Regions from separate parts of the Triticum aestivum genome. Here region 1 is linked to region 2. The links are chromatin contacts, called in public Hi-C maps. All regions are on one chromosome and are shown on one strand. The core of a region is the stretch at or near the end of the contact, and the rest is flanking DNA. Distances in the headings are between cores, read along the strand shown.

What was found. Hi-C and Micro-C count contacts between places; a contact is called where the count stands out from the background.
Region 1: a contact with region 2 is called in a Hi-C map of leaf, with 6 times the contacts expected there. The contact joins the promoter of LOC123122860 here to the enhancer-like site in region 2. A contact is called at or near these places in 3 of 5 Hi-C or Micro-C datasets (all in leaf) and 1 of 1 datasets of contacts at active chromatin or transcription factors (leaf).

Annotation. Positions count from the first base shown.
Region 1 is chr5D:469,087,095-469,091,455 of IWGSC CS RefSeq v2.1, reverse strand. LOC123122860 (phytochrome C) reads right to left here and starts at 1,520. Exons shown (of 4, transcript XM_044543222.1): 1 at 1-1,520. The coding sequence starts at 939.
Region 2 is chr5D:468,865,787-468,870,024 of IWGSC CS RefSeq v2.1, reverse strand. No RefSeq gene overlaps it. Among protein-coding and RNA genes, the nearest start is that of LOC123122859, 15 kb to the right of the region's middle. Within about 2 kb of position 2,089, at least 3 of the 8 cell types and tissues checked have an H3K27ac peak or open chromatin away from gene starts, as enhancers often do. A contact at or near this core is called in leaf, where this site is marked.

The DNA.
Region 1 (4,361 bases), core at 271-2,770, 220 kb before region 2:
ACAGAGGCTGATAGGCTGTGACAGGTTGTCATCCTGAATGAGCTTCACAGGAGAGGCAGCACAATCACATATCATCCGCACTTTGTTCTTCATAAACAGAAACCTGGATGCTTGTGGGATGTCAGTTGCCGGGTAGTGCAGACCAAGATACGGCTCCAAATCCGACCTCCTGCACTCAGCAATGACCTCACCATGCTCATCCTCATGGAACTTGTATGCCATCACCCTGTCATAGCCAGTGAGCTCGCTTACCTCCCGGACCAGCACATCGCAGAGCAGGGAGAGGTTGCCACCGGGCAGGGACTGCAGCCTGGAGATGGCCTTGGCGGCGAGCTTGTACGACTTGAGCGCGCCTGCGGCGGTGACGGGCACGTCGGCGGGGTTGACCGGCTCGAGGTCGATGACGAGGCCGACGTCGATGCGGTGCAAGATGGCGTAGAAGGGCTTGCCGGAGGTCCTGGCGTGGACGAGGATTGGGTTGAGCAGGTTGACCTCCCCGAAGACGGCGGCCTTGTGCAGGGCGACGGCGCTCTGGGAGCGGAAGAGCGTGCGCACGTCGGCGCCGACGGCGAGCGCGTCGCGCTGGTCGATGGTGGGCACGGCGTGCGGCGTGAGGTCGAGCATCTCGGCGGCGTTCTCGCTGTAGGCGAGCAGCGCGAAGGACTCCGGGTGGATGGCGAGCAGGCAGCCGAAGGGCTGGATGTAGCGGCCCCGCTGCATGTTCTGGAGGTAGGCGGAGACGGCGGAGCTGGTGCTGGCCCCGGAGCGGTTGAGCGCGCTGACCGAGGAGGAGTAGTCGAAGTGGCGGTGCGAGCCCTCGAACTCGGCGTGCAGGCGCGCGTCCACGGGCGTCTGCGCCACCACCCGCTCGCTGTGCTTGGAGCGCGCCGAGCTCCCCCGCGAGCACGCCGGCCGGTTGTTGGACCGCGACGACGACATCTCGCCGCCGGTCACCACCGCCCCCGAGCTAGGCTCCTCGCTCCTGCCCCTCCCCCTACCGCACGACGGTGAGCGGCAGCAGCAGCGGTGGCGCGGGGGATTCTGCGACGCGGAGGGGCAAATGGGCGGAGGAGGAATCGGCGGGAATCATGAGAGCGGGGCGGGGGCAGGGGCGGGGGAAAGCCGTGACTTTTCTGGAGAAGGACGGGGGAGAGTGGGGGATTGGATTCGCCCGGCGCGGATAAGCACACGCAGTGAGTGAGAAGGGAACAGGAGGGGGCAGCACCCGGGTGGGACTGGGAGTGGGACAGCGATGTTATCCCCACGCTCCTCCTCCCTGCGCCAAACGGTAGAAGAAGCAAGCAACAGCGATGCGCAACTAACCAACCGCCCGCCCGCTCGATCCGCCGGGGCCGGACGGCCGGCGCGGCGGCGCCCGGCGTCGGAGAGCGAAGGAAGGGAAGGGGGATACGCGGCGCGCGGAGGAAGCGGCGGCGGGCGAGGCGAGCCAAGAGAGGCGTCGGGAAACCGAGAGAGGAGCGGAAAGCCGTACGACGTCACCCCGGCGCGTCTCGTCTCGTCTTCCCCGCAAGAGCTGACACGGCAGTAATGCACGAGCTCGGCCAATTTCGATGGCGCCACTTGATCGGAATAATTGAAGAATGGCTGGCTTGTCGGGGCCATGACGCCGGCCAGCTGCGATCTACGGAGTGTACTTGGCGTCAAATTTGACAAATTTGACCGGGGACGAAATCAAATCACAGAATGAACTGTCCGTGAAACTATTTCACGCGGCTGACCTTTTTGTGTGACGCCCGGCGCCACACTACATTGTGCAACGCCTCACAAATAGGCGCTACACACCTGGCCAGCGTTGCACCCCAGACTGCCTAAAAATTGCTAAGTCATTGTGCAGAGCCTAAGAGCTAGACGCTGCACTATAGTGTGGCGCCTAGCTCTCAGGCGCTGCACTATAGTGTGGCGCCTAGCTCTCAGGCGCTGCACTAGTGGTTGCACTACAAAATGAAGCAACCACTAGTGCAACGCCTAGAAGCTAGGCGCTGCACTGTATAATGTGGCGCCTAGCTCTCAGGCGCTGCACACTAACTTAGTAATTTTCGGATCACACGGGTGCGACGCTGGCCAGGCATGTAGCGCCTATCTGTGAGGCGTTGCACAATGTAGTGTGGCGCCTTCGTGTCGGACGTCACACAAAAAGTCAGCCGCGTGAAATAGTTTCACGGACAGTTCATTCTGTGATTTGATTTGGTTCACAGGTCAAATTTGTCAATTTTGCCAATGCTGGCAGTGCCGGCACCCAGCAGGTGTCCATCTTTGGCCGGTGGATTGCACGCGTGCGGCCAGGATCGTCCGGGGAGTTCCCCGATTCCTTTCCCAAGACTGTGTGGTGCGTGATGCTTCGAGCCAAGATCGGCCTAAACTGCCATCTACTAATAAACGCGCACTTTTTAGGTTTTGGGAATAAAGAAACCGTCGTCCTGGATCGGTTAGGCAGAGGCGGCGTGCGTGCTTGCTCGCTTTTCGCACAGAAATGGGGTGGCAAGCGTCGCTGTCAAAAAATGTGACCATTCTTTGTGCTTAAGGTGGAGCCTGCCTGTATGCACGTAGCGCGGGGCAACGGCGAGGGGACAAGGTGGTGATTGCTGCCACGGATGGGGCGAGTGTGATTGGATCGAGCGATCGATCATCTCGCTTTGGTATGATATGACATCACTGCATACCTTTTTTTTCGAGAGCACGCCAAGAGCGTGCCTTAGTTTTATAGAAGCCTAGGGACGAATGCTAACATACATCCCAGGCAAACACACCACACACCCCCTAGCTATCCTAAGCCTACTCTCTCGCAGTAACCGCCAAAACCTCCTCCCCCAAGTCCTGCCGCCTTCCACTCCTTCAACTCCCCAATAATGGCCCTAGTCAGATCTGGTCCGTTCAACTGCTGGTTGGTCCCGTTGAAGACATGCGCATTACGCTGCTTTCAAAGTGCCCAGATGACCGCAATAACGACCGTGTCGAAACCCCTCTTGGATCCCCCACTCCCTCTCTCTCTGCGTCAACCACCAATCCAAGAGGTGGTCATGCACTTCTGGGATGGTAGCTTGCAGACCCAAAGTGTCGAACATGATATGCCACACTTCCGTAGCATACACGCACTGGACCAAGATGTGTTCCGCATTGTCCTCCTCTTGGAGGCACGTATAGCATGCCGAAGGCTGATCCTGCAACCCATGCCTCGCTCGCCTATCCGAGGTCCAGATGAGATGTTGCATTTTGTTTGAGCTAATAGCATCTGCAGTCCACAAAGTTAACACACATGTGAATATGTTATGCTCCTGGATACACAAATTCGTTTATAGAGGAAGGAAGATGAATCTGGGTACACCAGGGGAGGAGAACGAAAGGGGAAAAGTGTTTCTCTTCTGCTAGTCGACGCCTTCATCTATTCCAGCGAGCCCCCTTTTGTCTTCGGTCTCTGCTCTCTTGTCCTTCTCGGCCCTCCAGGCCCGGTCCAGCAGCCGGGAGCGTCGTGAGGCCATGGTGTTGGAAATATGCCCTAGAGGCAATAATAAAATGGTTATTATTATATTTCTTTGTTCATGATAATTGTCTATTGTTCATGCTATAATTGTGTTATCCGGAAATCGTAATACATGTGTGAATACATAGACCACAACATGTCCCTAGTGAGCCTCTAGTTGACTAGCTCGTTGATCAACAGATAGTCATGGTTTTCTGACTATGGACATTAGATGTCATTGATAACGGGATCACATCATTAGGAGAATGATGTGATGGACAAGACCCAATCCTAAGCATAGCACAAAGATCGTGTAGTTCGTTTGCTAGAGCTTTTCCAATGTCAAGTATCATTTCCTTAGACCATGAGATCGTGTAACTCCCGGATATCGTAGGAGTGCTTTGGGTATACCAAACGTCACAACGTAACTGGGTGACTATAAAGGTACACTACAGGTATCTCTGAAAGTGTCTGTTGGGTTGACACGGATCGAGACTGGGATTTGTCACTCCGTATGACGGAGAGGTATCTCTGGGCCCACTCGGTAATGCATCATCATAATGAGCTCAAAGTGACCAAGTGGTTGGTCACGGGATCATGCATTACGGTACGAGTAAAGTGACTTGCCGGTAACGAGATTGAACAAGGTATTGGGATACCGACGATCGAATCTCGGGCAAGTAACGTACCGATTGACAAAGGGAATTGTATACGGGATTGATTGAATCCTCGACATCGTGGTTCATCCGATGAGATCATCGTGGAACATGTGGGAGCCAACAAGGGTATCCAGATCCCGCTGTTGGTTATTGACCGGAGAGTCGTCTCGGTCATGTCTGCATGTCTCCCGAACCCGTAGGGTCTACACACTTAAGGTTCGGTG
Region 2 (4,238 bases), core at 840-3,339:
TCTATAAAATATAACCACCGCCGTTCTCTAACAAATATAAGTGAAGCACAAGAGCAACTGCCTAGCTCAAAAGATATAATTGAAGCACATAGAGTATTCTAACAAATCACAATTAATGTGTGTCCCTCTCAAAAAGTGTGTCCAGCAACCAATGATTGTGGAAAACTAATAAGCAAGCAAAAGAAAACTATGGCACAAGACGCTCCAAGTAAAACTCATATCATGTGATGAATGAAACTGTAGCTCCAACTAACATATCGATGAATTATGGGCGAAAGAGGGTATGCCACCAGGGGCATCCCCAAGCTTAGAAGCTTGGGTCTTCCTTGAATATTACCTTGGGGTGCCTTGGACACCCCAAAGCTTAGGGTCTTGCCGCTCCTTATTCCTTCATCCATTGCGATCTCACCCAAAACTTGAAAACTTCATCACACATAACTCAATAGAAACCTCATGAGATTCATTAGTATAATAGAAAAATTATAAACTTTAGGTATTGTTGTAAAGCCATTCATAATTAATCTTGCATAATACTGCTACTTGTGAGTTGATTTTGGGATTTCCTCGAAGAGGAGAGGATGATGCAGTATAGTAGAGGTAAGTATTTTCCTCAGTCAGAAATATCCTGAAGTACCTGAAAAGGACTAAGGACATGTTTCTCGTTTATGGAGGTGACGAAGAGCTCGTCATAAAGTGTTACGTTGATGCTAGTTTCGACACAGATCCGGATAACTCTAAGCTTCAAACCGGATACATATTTATTAAATGATGGAGTAGTCAGTTGGTGCAGTTCCAAGCAGAGCGCCGTGGCAGGATGCGAAGTATATAGCTGCTTCGGAAGCAGCGCAAGAAGGAGTTCATATTCGATCTGGGTGTAATACCTAGTGCATCAGATCCAATGACTATCTTTTGTGACAACACTGGAGCTATTGAATGCCATTAAAAAGACGCGTCGGGGGTGGTTGGGCGGCTGACAGGCGGGCCCTTCCACGCATGCGGATTATATGGGGCCGGCGGGAAGCCGATGCATGGCCGACATGTGGGCCCGATGACAGACGACAAGAGGACGCATGCGCATCCGTCCGGTGTCCGCGTGGACGCAAATCAATCCCCAAATTTGCATCAGATTTGCGTCAAGGCGGACACGAGACGAATAGTTCTCCTGAGCGCACCTGTTGGGCCGTGTTGGAGTTGACCTTAGAGAATCCATAGTTGGCTGTCTCAAACCGCCCTCAAACACCCACGCGGGACGGACCGGTCAAAACGACTAATCCACCTGAACGTCTCAAACAGGCCTCAAATACCCGTGTGGGCAGACCGGTCAAACAAACCGATCGACCCGGACACCTCAAACAGGTTTCAAACGCTTGAAAATTGGAATGTCTGATGACCCCAGCCGAAACGTAGGGCGAATATAGGGCCGGACGACGTGAACACGTGTGTACTGCAACAAAAACGAAATGGTTGGATGGCCGGGGGTTACGGACGACGTGAGCCCGTGTGTAGTGCACCAACGGTTCGTTTGCATCCACACAAACCCCTGCCGAAAGAAGTAACGGAAGGTGACCCACAAAAAAGGGCGCATGCGCAAGTTGTTCCCAATGGCGATGGCGACCAACGCCTTGCCAGTTCGTCATCTTTACCGTTAGTTGTTTTCTCGTACTATAAGCAGATATCACCGGTAGCCCGGCAACACGATAATCTTCATCTACTAGCTTGGTGTCGCAACAGCCATCGGCCGGTCGGTACTGTTCCGTTCAACCGGATTTTACATGACAAGCACCGCTATCGATGATGGATCGTGCTGGGCGTACTCTCTCAGGAATTTCGCCCTTATCCACGCAGAATCCGCTGCCTTTCTCGCTTTCAGGGAAATTCCGAGCCAAAGGCAGAAAAGAGTTGTGCCGAAAAGGAAATAATCCAGGGAAGCTTTACTTGTTCCCTTTGCACTACGGGGAGGGCGGGACGTCAATTTCTTGGAGCAATTGCAGACAAAGGATCGATGGAATATGCAAAGGGCAAGCCAGATGGACCCCCAAGACATTCGTCCCCAGCGCAGCGGCGCCCACACCGATTATACCAGAAAAAATCACGGAAAGAAACCAAAAAGAAATTAACTCCTCATCCCAATCGTGCACGCAGGTGGTGCACGGCCTGCCACGGAGACGATCGGCTGAAGCACGTTTCTGCGTGCGTGCGTGCGTGCGTGTTATCTCAGACTCGGAGACAAGGAAGAGATCCAGCATCGTCTCCGGCGCCGGTGGCAATGGAGCGAATTTCTCTGGATTAAAATGCAGCCGACAGTCTAACAAGGCTGTCGGTACGCCGAACGCACTGACACAGTCTGACAGTCTGACATGATGCCGATGCGGCCATGCCGGGGGCGGCCGAGGCTGCTAGAACAAGCGAATTAAGAATGGAGACAGATACACGTGGCAGCGAGGTAGAGGAGCAGCACGCAGTTTGAGGAGATTGGGAAGATCAGAGTAGACGTATCGGGCGTCCGTTTAGGGCGGGGATGGCACATGGTTGCCCGGTTGGCTGCAAGTCGGCAACTTGCAGCAAGGGCACTCTGAAGCCTGATCAACGGCGGCACGGGACGCAACAGCAACTTGCCGCAAAGTACCAGGCTTCCGTGCACATCCGCCCAGGTGATGTCGATCCCAAAAGCCTTTTGTTTTTATTTCTTTTGACAGTGACACTGACACATTTATCGGTTTTTAGGCAATATCCAATTCACTGTGTTTTTTTAGCGCAACCCATTCAGGCCAACTCCACCGCACGACCCCGTTCTGCCCGTTTGTGGCAAAACGGACAAACAACGCTATCCAACCGCAGACCCCATCTTATTTTTCTGTCCGTTCGACCCCATTCGCGACCTAAACTTGCGATGGCTTTGAGGTAAAAGCGGACACGAAACAGACGAGTTTGTGGCGTCCTCGTCCGCTGCATGTCCGCCGGCCCCATGTGTCAGCCCCACCTCTCTCTCCTCCTTTTCTCTCTCTGCCCGTGACGAGCACCGACAGCGAGGCATGCGTGAGCGGGGCGTGGCCGGCGGCGAGGCGGGCGCGGCGGGGCGAGGCATGGCGAGGCGGGCGCGGCCGGCGGCGAGGCGTGAGCGAGCGGGGCGGGGCGAGGCGGGGCGGGGCGAGGCGAGGGCGCAGCGGGGCGAGGGCGCGGCGGGGCGAGAGCGAGCGCGGCGGCGAGGCGGGCGCGACGCGGCGCGGCGGGGCGGGGCGAGGGCGGGCCGGGGCGCAGGCGGGGCGAGACGGGGGGCGGGTGGGGCGCGGCGCGGCGCGGTGGAGGGCGCGGGCGCGGCGCGGTGGCCGGGGCGCGGGCACGGGCGGCTGGGGCGCGGCGTGGTGGAGGGCGCGGGCGGCTGGGGCGCGGCGCGGTGGCTGGGGCGCGGCGCGGTGGCCGGGGCGCGGGCGGGGCATTGGCGGCTGGGGCGCGGCGCGGTGGCCGGGACGCGGGCGCGCGTGGCCGGAGCGCGGCGCGGTGGCCGGGGCGCGGGCGGGCGTGGGCGGCTGGGGCGGGCGGAGGGCGCAGGCGCTGTCGGTGTCAAAACCGGCGGATCTCGGGTAGGGGGTCCCGAACTGTGCGTCTAAGGCGGATGGTAACAGGAGGCGGGGACACGATGTTTACCCAGGCTCGGGCCCTCTCGATGGAGGTAATACCCTACTTCCTGCTTGATTGATCTTGATGATATGAGTATTACAAGAGTTGATCTACCACGAGATCGTAGAGGCTAAACCCTAAAAGCTAGCTTATGGTATGATTGTTCTTGTCCTATGGACTAAACCCTCCGGTTTATATAGACACCGGAGGAGGCTAGGGTTACACAGAGTCGGTTACAAGGGAGGAGATCTACATATCCGTATTGCCAAGCTTGCCTTCCACGCCAAGGAGAGTCCCATCCGAACACGGGACGAAGTCTTCAATCTTGTATCTTCATAGTCCAACAGTACGGCGAAAGGATATAGTCCGGCTGTCCGAGGACCCCAATCCAGGACTTCCTCGGTAGCCCCTGAACCAGGCTTCAATGACGATGAGTCCGGCGCGCAGATTGTCTTCGGCATTGCAAGGCGGGTTCCTCCTCCAAATACTCCATAGAAGATTTTGAACACAAGGATAGTGTCCGGCTCTGCAAAACAAATTCCACGTACCACCGTAGAGAGAATAATATTTCCACAAATCTAATCTGCTAACGCATTCTGCAGCATGACATCACACCACGG